Regions from separate parts of the Sus scrofa genome. Here regions 1 and 2 are each linked to region 3. Evidence: chromatin contacts called from public targeted proximity ligation data. All regions are on one chromosome and are shown on one strand. The core of a region is the stretch at or near the end of the contact, and the rest is flanking DNA. Distances in the headings are between cores, read along the strand shown. Region 1 has its middle 91 kb from the start of EFCAB1. Region 2 has its middle 65 kb from the start of EFCAB1. Region 3 has its middle 100 kb from the start of UBE2V2.

Region 1 (3,315 bases), core at 140-2,639, 82 kb after region 3:
AACCTACAAAACATTGCTGGAAAAAGTTAAAGACGTCAGGAATAAATGGAAAATATTCTGTGTTCATGGCTTAGAAGGCAACATTATTACTTACTTTAATAAATTTATTAAAGTAAGAATTTATTGTAAATAAATTGAATAAAATAGGTCAGTTCTACCCAAAGTATACCATGCAATCTCTACCAAAGACCCAGGGACTTTGCAGAATGAATAAACAAAGCGAGGCGTACACATCTGCTGGACTGGCATCCAGCCGTAAAAGGGATGAACTCCTGACGTGTGCTGTGATGTGGCCGAATCTCCAAGACGTTCTGTTGGGTGAAATCAGCGGACGGGAAAGTACAAATATCTCCTGATTTCACTGAGAGGAAGTATCTACAAGAGACCAAGTCACAGAGACAGAAAGCAGATGTCAGGCCAGGGTCTGGAGAAGGGGGCGGGGAGCTGGTGCTTAATGGGGACGGAGTTTCAGTTGGGGAAGATGAGATCGTTCTGGAGACGGAGGTGGTTACAACACCATGTGAAGGCCCCTGAACGGTGCGCTTAGAACAGGGAGTTTTATGTTAGGTTTGGCCACAGTTAGAAATTGTCTGTCCCTGCACAGGAACCCAGGACGGCCGTAGGATGAGGTCTGCCCGTGACCGCGGGGAGGCGGGTGTACTCCGAGCCCAGGGCGACGGTCTGGGGGGAGGCCACCGTGGCTTGGGAACCGTGGGTCATTCTCCATAAAGAGATTCACTCAGGGGAAAAGAATGAGCTGCAATTGCAGAAACTTTTCTTGAACACACGATTATTGTATTAAGTTCCCCCGAACCCTGAGCTCTTATTACGGGAGTGCTTTGCCCACGCCTGGAACTCTATCTTGTGGTCAAAAGGGGAAAATTTTGTTAAAACGTTGAGGATATATACTGCATACAGAGGGAAAGAGGCCAATTTTTACAAAGTGCCTCAAATCCTGTACACACTCGCTATTCCTGACCCCTCAGAGAGACTGGGCAGAACCATCGGCTTTGGCGGGGTGGCTTTTTTTGGGGGGGTTCCTTTTAACCGCAGGCGTTTGGGTTGCAAGTGGGCGGGGCTTATAAACACCCCAATTGCGGGAGCAAGTCCACGGAGATGCTGTTTCCCCTTTGTGATGATAATGTCGGGAGGGCCGGCCCTTGGCCCCCGAGGTGGTTGGAGTGCCTCTCAGAGGGAAGCGCTTCCAGCTCCGGGCTTTTCCGGAGCACATTCCCAGGGACTTGCTGGAAACCTTCGGAAACCGCATTCCTTCGGTCCCCGTTGAGCAATGCGATCCCTCGCAGCCAGAACGCCTCCCAGACCACCTCATCAGCAGCCTGGGAACGGAATGTGACCGGCGCGGGTAGCTCTCTGCGGGCGCGGGTCTCCTTTCCAGGCTGTGTTTGCAAAAGGAAGGAAGGGCTTTTCCTCTAAGAGAGGAGCCGGTCGGCCCAGCATGTCTCTGAGGGTTCGAACCCAACTCTGGGGACGAGGGAAGACAGTGACGTGGATGGTGCGCAAAGCAGGAGCTGGCCTGCGTGTCAGGTCAAGTGCTAGAAAAATCTACAGGACTCTTAGCCTAAGCTTTGGAAGTGGTCAAAGGAAATGAACTGCGAGAGAGTGAAATGGGGGTCCATGGTTTTTTGTTTTGTCTTTTTGCCTTTTCTAGGGCCACTCCCAAGGCATATGGAGGTTCCCAGGCTAGGGGTGTAATCGGAGCTGTAGCCGCCGGCCTACGCCAGAGCCACAGCAACTCGAGCAGTGTCTGCGACCTACACCACAGCTCATGGCAACGCCAGATCCTTAACCCACTGAGCAATGCTAGGGATCAAACCCGCAACCTCGTGGTTCCTAGTCGGATTCATTAACCGAGCCACGACAGGAACTCCCATGTTTTAAAATTCAGTGGGAAAAAAAAAAAAGGGAGGAAAGGAGGGAGAGAAAAGAATTAATTTTTGAAAAACAAGGCATGTGGTTTTGGACAAATGATTTACTTTATGACTGAAGCAGGACAGACCCACACAGAGTCCGTTGTTATCCTGGTGCACAGGGCCCGGACGGCTGGCAGGGAGCAGAGGCTGGTGGCCAGCCTTTGATTCTGTGCCCTTTTCAGTTACTTGGGTGAGTGCTGGGGAGGGGTGAGAAGGCGGGAGGAGAAGCAGATCTTTGAAGGTCAGAGATGCCACAGGCCTTATTTTTTCAGGTGTATATTTGGTCCAACTTCTATACAGTCAATTATCATGATTTCTTTCTGGACTAAGTCTGTAGACAGAAGTCAGAGATTTCTAGAAGTCGTTGTCAGAGCCCCATCAGGGCCTGAGGTGCTCCCTGTGGTTGGTAGCCTGATTTTACGATCTGCTTCTCAGAGAACTAATGGGACACAGCCAAGGGGGGGTCTGTCTGCAGAGTGACTGAGTCCAGTACTTGCTGGAAAGCACAGAGGCAGCTGCTTCTCTGTGTCCCCCCTCAGCCAGGGTCAGGGTTAGCGAAGCGGGGGAGGAGGAAGGCGTGGGCAGGGTGGGGGCTCGGCAGGGCCAGCAGAGGACGAGGCCCAGGACTGTCCTGTAATGAAGTCAGAGCCTCGTGAGCAGATGGGTCGGGCATCAGCATTCATATGGCAAAGAAATGAAGCAGGAAGGAAACCAAAGGAGTTGACTGAAGCAGCACTTCCCAGAGGCCCTAGCAAGAAAATAAGCTACTGCCAGCACTTCCTCGTGGTTTCCAGAAGTACTTTGGGAAGGTGAGGGAGCCCCATTGTGCTGAGTTCTGAGCCCTGAGCGAGACCTGGAAGTCTGTGGGGTCTACCCCCTCCCTTTGGGTGGACCAAGCAAGGCAGGAGTTCCTGGGTAGGATGGGAGAGCTGGACTGACGCCCAGCTGCCTCCTGCTCGTTTCTCACCCAGAGCTGCCACCTGGAGGCTCCCAGCAGCCTGGCCTCCTCGGGCCGGGCTCTGATGTCCCCTCTGTGGAGAGACCCTGGCAAGCCCTTCACATGTCCCCTCTCGGTGTCCATGGCGAGGTCCCTTTAACTCATCTTGTTATACTCCTGACACTTCCTGTTTTTACCTTGTCTGTGTCCACCCTCCCATGGACTGCGAGCCCACAGGAGCAGACACCTGCTTTGTCCTTGTCGTTGTGGGGCCAGAGCACACGGCCACGTCCCCAGAGTGAGGTGCTGTCTTGGGCTCCCAGGCGGCCGGCAGGCCCAGCTCCCCCTGCCCCCCCGCCCCCCAACCCCTCCACCCGGCTCCTCAGCTTCCTCATAGTCCCCCTACCTCCCCCCAGCCTTCAGCCCAGGCATCTGCTGCTTTCCTTT
Region 2 (3,180 bases), core at 153-2,652, 110 kb after region 3:
GGGGAGGGGAGGCTGGCAGTGTGGGGGGAGAGCCGGCTCAGCCTCAGCCTCAGCCGGCCCCAGGATCCATCCCCTCGTGGGAGCCTCTGCAGGGCCTGCCAGGGGACTCCTCGCCTAAGCAGAGGCGCCCGCACCGGCTGCTGGTCACCCAGATCATTTTCTCCATCAGGAGGCGGTGGCCCGGCCGTGGGGCCAGGGTGTCCTGTGCTTAGAGGTCCAGGCAGACCCTCATCCATTTGGTCTGGTTGTCTCTAGCCGGGTTTCCGGCCCGCGTCCTGCAGTGGAACCCTCGGCAGTCTTACACGTGTTGGTCAGTCCTCCTTCCGGACCTGCTGGCTGCTTCCCGGGACACTTCCCCCTCACTGCTGCCCTGGGCGAGGACAAGGGAAGGGGACCCAGGGGGCCAAGCGGGGGTGGCGGCAAGGGCGGGAGGCACCCTGGCCGACTCCACCCCCGCAGGCGTCCTCCTCGTGGGCACCGGCCTGCGGTCCTCAGGGACGCAGCTCCCCTCTCCCCAGCCCCAGCTCCGCTCATTAGGGAAATAAGGTGTCTTCTTCTGTGTTCCACGTCCTGCTCTTCCCTGTGGCGGATGGCGGATGGCGCTGCGGCCGGCTGAGAGGGGAGGACAAGTTAGGGGAGCAAGTAAGAGTCAAGGAATGCGTAGTCTGCTCTCCACCTGTTGTTATTCTGGTCCCAATCAACCTGCTCGCCAGGCTGGAGCCAGCGGCCATCTGGAAACACTGCTCTGTTTATAAACTTGGCACGAAGCAGCACTCCCGGGCCTGACCTCCCACACGAATCTGGAAACAATTAGAGCCAGAAGACAGGCCGTCAGGGAAGCTCGGGAGGATGGGGGAGGAGCCTGCGGGGGAGGGCGCCCTGGAGGCCTGTCCGGGTGGGAGTCCCCGGGGGTGGGGGACAGCCCTGGAGGGAGGTTGTGTTGGGGGGGAGTGCCTGGGTGGAGGGGGGAGAGAAGTGGGGGTAGGGGAAGGACCTGGGTGGGGGGATGCCCGGTGGGGGAAGGGGCCCAGGGAGGGGTGGGGTGCAGGGAGAAGTGAAGGTGGGGGGGAGAAGGAGAGAAGTGGGGAGCAGGGGTAGGGACCCGGGCAGTGGGTCTTTGTAGCCCCCCAAGCCCCCGGCCTCAGCGGCCCCCACTGTGTGCTCAGAACCAGCCCATCGTGGACACAGAGAACGCAGGCTGTTCTGGCCTCTGTAAGAAAAACCTTGTACAGTCTCAGGTCATTTTTTTTACTTTCGGAAACATTCTTGAAAGGCACTTTTTAACCGCAGGGAGCTTAAGCAATGTGCCGTTTTGCTGCAGAAAAGCTGAGAGGTACCTGAAGTGCGGGGACATTTCTTTAAAAGGGGCAGTGCTGGCAGGCCCAGTGCAGTTGCAGTCTGTGTGGACCAGCGTCAGGCTTGGTGCCTCAGGGAGATGAATGAGTCGCTTCCTCTTCATGCAGGAAACACTTTTCTCTCTTCCCCGCGGTTTTGAAATGTGATTCCCAGCGCAGTGGATGCTCTTTTTGTGCTCAGCTGGTCTGACTCCTGCAGTATCCATCTGTGGGAGAGGCTGGCAAACCCAAAATTGGCACAATTAAAAAGCTCCAGGTCAGCCAGACGGCCGGAGGAGGGTCCTGCTCCTGGCCGAGCAGCCCGGCACCAGAGAGGCCTCGTCCTGGCCGTGGGTCTTGCTTGCTCCTGGGCTCGGGGAGCAGCGGCCGAGTGCGCGCGCCGAGGTCTCTGAAAACCAACTGCTGGAGCGGGTCGGCCACATCCTGGCACCCTTTCCTCTCGGCATCGTCTTCCCGGCCCAGCATCGTCCTCGCCGCTCCATGTGCTTGCTCTCACACGCCGCTGCTTTCCGTGTGCTGCTCGCTGCTCAGGACTTTCGAGGCCCCGTGGGGTGAAAAGACCCTGAGCAGAGCGGCCTGCAGCCGGGGTGGGGTGGGCTGGGGTGGGCTGGCCTGGGCTGGGGTGCACTGGGGTGGACTGGCCTGGGCTGGGGTGCACTGGGGTGGGCTGGCCTGGGCTGGGCTGGGCTCACACAGGTCAGGGGGACCCCTGGAGAGAGCCAGTGCCAGACCCTGAGTCTCCCTGCCAGCGGATTCATCTGAACTGTAAGAGAAAACGCCATGTTTACTTAACCCCTGTAAGCCGATCTCCTTGGTCTGAGAACTGACCGGGCAGCTAAGGACCCACATTCCTTCCACAGTTAATAAAACTTCATATTCTTCTCCGTGCTCATAAATTTAATTACACTCAGACCTACTTAATCTACATTTGTTTTTTTAGATTAAAAAACCCCAGCACCCCGATATGCAGCATAATCTTCATCTTTAGGTTAAAAGATGGAAATTGGAAATTTTGCTAGTTTTACCCTAAGTCATCTTGTCTCTTTACAATTTTTTGGCCTGGAGACGATAGAGGTGCACATGGACTTAGCTACACTTCTTCCCAAGATACTAACTTTATTAAAGCAAAACAAAGCACCCCCCCCCCCACTTAAAAAGGGAGCCAATCCACAGCCAGATCTGAGTTCACACAGGACCCTTTGTAGATTCTTTGAAATGTTGGCAGGGACTTGGGGTGGCACTTACTCCCTGAGACCGAGGGAGATGGGCGCTGCCTCCTTCTGCTTCCTTGGCCCCTCTCAGGGTGGCTTTTGAAAATTAGTGACAGGTCTGCAAATCGTGTTGCTCTTCGTGAAAAAAACAAATGTAGCTTCTCAGCTCAGGCACCCACTTTGGAGATGAGAGCCTGGAACCCCACATGGCAGTCTCCCCTTGTTGGTGGAACCTTGCCCAAACAGCATCTGTTCAAATGGTGCTTTCAACCACCTTCCCACTTTAATTAGGAGCACCAAGAGTCCTCTTGGTTAGCACATTAATTTTCATTTCTGCCTCTTGGGAGCCTCATAATTCCCTCTGCACAGACATTCCTGCGCCTGCCCCCCACCCCCACCCCCATCTTCCTGTACCACTTGGCTCCAGCCTGGCCTGATTTCTGAGAGAGAATCTTTGTTCCCACCAAAATGAAAAATAAAGAACCAAACAAAATGAAGCCTGGATGTATTCCAGAATATCATCTTTTCTATGTGACTGTTGCTTGAAATTTTAAAATATATTCTTATAACAACACTTTTCTCGAATGTTTGGTTCAAGGAAGACTTTAAGAAAG
Region 3 (3,091 bases), core at 492-2,991:
CCTGCTCAGTGGGCAGAGGCAGCAGAGGCACAGGTTTCACAGACCCTGGACAGGCGCAGACCCCAGACAGGCATGGATTTGGGGTATTAGGCCCTGGGGGTGGGCATGTGGTCTCTGAAGAGGCCCTGTGCAGCCCCGAGGGCCCCCACACCTCTGCTGTTCACAGAGCAGGGCCTGTTGGGAAGCCGCCGCATGCTGGGGCTGGAGCAATTGGGGCAGTGGCTGGCCCTGCTGCTAATTCATAAATAAGCACATTGTGCCCCTCCGGTCATCTCTGCTGTCTCCTAATCGGCTCCGTCTGTACCACGTCGATGAGGAGCCCCTTCCCAGGGACGCAGCCCTGCTCCCGGGCAGGCCAAGCTCTCCCAATGCTGCGGTTTTCTCGGTCACAGCAGCCGGTGCCACATGGTCTGATGCACGTCGTCCGCCTGGCACCCACAGTAGCCACTTTCTGTTCCAAATGCTTTTCCAATGTTAACTCGTTCCACGTGCACAAAACTGTACCAGACGACGCTGTGCAGATAAGGGCAGTGAAGCCAGAGGTGCTGCTGGTGTCTTAGCCATGAAGCAAGGTGGGTGCCGGGCCAGCTGCACCCCTTGTCTCACGTGGAGGTGGAGCTGCTCCTGGAGGCCAGCGGCTCAGAGTGACAGGGAGTCGGCAAATGCCAACCCTGCCTGGAGTCTGACTCTGTGGGTCGGGTGGGGGGAGTCTCGTGCACATTCCTGGGAGCTTTGGGTGGAGCTGGATGGGGACAGGGAGGGGATTTTCCTGCAGCAGGCTCCAGGGCACACAGTAGGTGGTGTGTTTGCAGCAGAAGCCTTGACGGCTGATTGGGTGTGGAAAGTTTTGACAATGGCAGGTGATGGATTTTAGGGAAATTTACTGTAATTTAGGAAGAAAAATTCTAGCCGGAAGACGTTTTTCTTCCACGGCTCACGCTTCTAGTCTTCAGCTGTGGGATCGTCCCAGAACCCACTGGGACGGAGCCTGCCCTCGGTCCTCACTGCAGAGGGCGCTCCCCAGCTGGAGAGGGACCTCAGTCTCTTAAATCAAAGTGGGACTCAAACACTTCTTAGGAAGGCAGCACCTGGTCACCCCCTGACTGGCGTGGGTCTGGTGGGAAGGTGCTCCCCCAGGATTGAAGAGGGCATTTCATACATATTTCAGCCCAGCAAGTCCCCCAAGATCTCATCTTCCTCTCTAACAGCAGAGCAAACGTCTGAAGAGCAAAAATCCCAGGGCAACAACCGTCTGAGCCGAATTTCCCTTCCCTCTGGCCGTTGTCGCCCCTCCAAGGGTTAAGCTGCGAGGAGCCTCCCCGGACTTCACGTCCGTGCTGGGGGGAACTATTAAATTACCGCTGGATGTTTCTGATCACGCTGCACACCAGCGCCTCAGCCCGGGCCTGGCAGCCACATGTGCCCGCGGCCCGCCCCGCCCCCGCCCACGGGCTCCTGGGGCCCCTCGGTGGCACCGAAAGGCGAGGCTGGAGCTGGTGCTGGCCCGGGGAGAGGAAACGGCAATAAACCCAGAGCGGGCGGCTTCCTGGAGCCAGGACGCCGGGGTCGGCTTAATTGCTCCGAAATGAAAAAGATTCGGGGGTTTTCAAGAAGTCCCAGAGGTGCACTTGCCAAGCCTCAACTATTAGGTTGAATTACAGCTTCCAATCCCGCCCGCGCCCCAGCCTGCCTCTCTTTCTCCCGAGGTTTGTGGACGGGGAAGGTGGGCGGGAGCGGGCGCCACACTGGGGCGCTCGCGGGCCCGTCGCCGGCGGGGAGCCCGGGCCGAGGGCGTGCAAAGTCTCAGCAGAGTCTTAGGCGAGTCTCCGAGGAGCCTTAAAACACACTAAGAAGCAGTGGCAGCAAAGGGAAGTGTGAGAGCAGGCCGGGGGAAGGGGTGATTTCAGGGAGGCGGGTCTGACTGCCCCAAGGGACCCCCTCACTGAGTGACGGGGTGGGCAGCCGGGTGAGGGCTGAGAAGGCGGGGCCTGAGGACCAGCCCCAGCGGGACACTGGCCTGACCATGCGGGGGCATTGCAGGGGCGGCAGGCTGGCAGCCCGGCTCCCTCGCGGCTGGGTGGCAGCCGCCCCAGGTTCCCAGGGCCGGCACTTCCAGGCAAAGCCCAGCTGACCGGGCGGGTCTGCAGCCTCACCTCCCATCCGCCCACCGGCCTCTGGGCTCCTTGCTGTTTTGTGGTTCAAAGGTGCTGGTTGTTGGGGGCGGGGGGGGGGGGCACCCACAGGTGCATTCCTCCTGGGTAATGGAAACTGGAAACCTTGGAAGCATTTGTAGAGAAAAAGGACAATGAGATCTATTTTGAGGAAATGGGCAAGAAAAGTGGTAGGAAGCCAGGGTATTGGAGATGTGGCATGAAACAGAGGAAATGCTGGGCCACTGAGGCCAAGATGCAAGGCCGACAGGAAACACTGGGAGCTGCCGCTGTGTCTTCATGTTCCAGCTCCTGGTGCGCAGAGCACTCGGTGGCCCTTGGAAGTTTGGGTCTTCCTGCACTCTCATGGGTGACCAAGCAAGGGTGACCAGTGCTTGGAGGTGGCCCTGCGCCAAAGGCACCATAGCCCAAGGATGATTGTCTTGACTCTGGCCTTCTTCTGTGCCTCTGCACTCCGTTCATGCCGTGGCCTCCCTAATGGGCCTCGCAGTCCCAAGTGGTTTTTGTTGGTGGGGAAGGCGGCAGCAGGTGTCCCTGGGGGTCCAGGCTCAGCACATGCTGTCTTCCTGCCTCCTTGCAGACACAGACACACATGGATGTCACACGATGGCGCTTGTTCCAGGCTCAGCCTGGTTTTACCTGGGGGGAGGGAAAGCACTGTGGGGGGTGTGGGTGGAGGGTGACTGGGGCACTCATGACAATGGGTCTCCCTGGGGACACAGGCTGGTGACCTCAGGGAGCATGGCCTCACTGCCCACGCAGGGGGCAGGGTCTCTGTGTCCTTCCCTGCAGTGGGGCTGGGGACGGAACCCAGAGTGACACCTGCTGCTGAGGGCTCATGGTGGGCCTTTCACTCACGCTGTTCCATATAAACTACAGAAACTTTCCTAGAGGCGACATACTGGTCTCATTCTTTTTTT

The links.
Region 1: a targeted proximity ligation map of skeletal muscle shows a contact between it and region 3. A contact is called at or near these places in 9 of 47 Hi-C or Micro-C datasets (embryonic fibroblasts, fetal skeletal muscle, heart right ventricle and 5 more) and 1 of 2 datasets of targeted methods (skeletal muscle).
Region 2: a contact with region 3 is called in a targeted proximity ligation map of skeletal muscle. A contact is called at or near these places in 5 of 47 Hi-C or Micro-C datasets (fetal skeletal muscle, liver, retroperitoneal adipose tissue and 2 more) and 1 of 2 datasets of targeted methods (skeletal muscle).

What each region holds. Positions count from the first base shown.
Region 1 is chr4:79,464,410-79,467,724 of Sscrofa11.1, reverse strand. No RefSeq gene overlaps it. Among named protein-coding and RNA genes, the nearest start is that of EFCAB1, 91 kb to the right of the region's middle.
Region 2 is chr4:79,438,538-79,441,717 of Sscrofa11.1, reverse strand. No RefSeq gene overlaps it. Among named protein-coding and RNA genes, the nearest start is that of EFCAB1, 65 kb to the right of the region's middle.
Region 3 is chr4:79,546,636-79,549,726 of Sscrofa11.1, reverse strand. No RefSeq gene overlaps it. Among named protein-coding and RNA genes, the nearest start is that of UBE2V2, 100 kb to the left of the region's middle.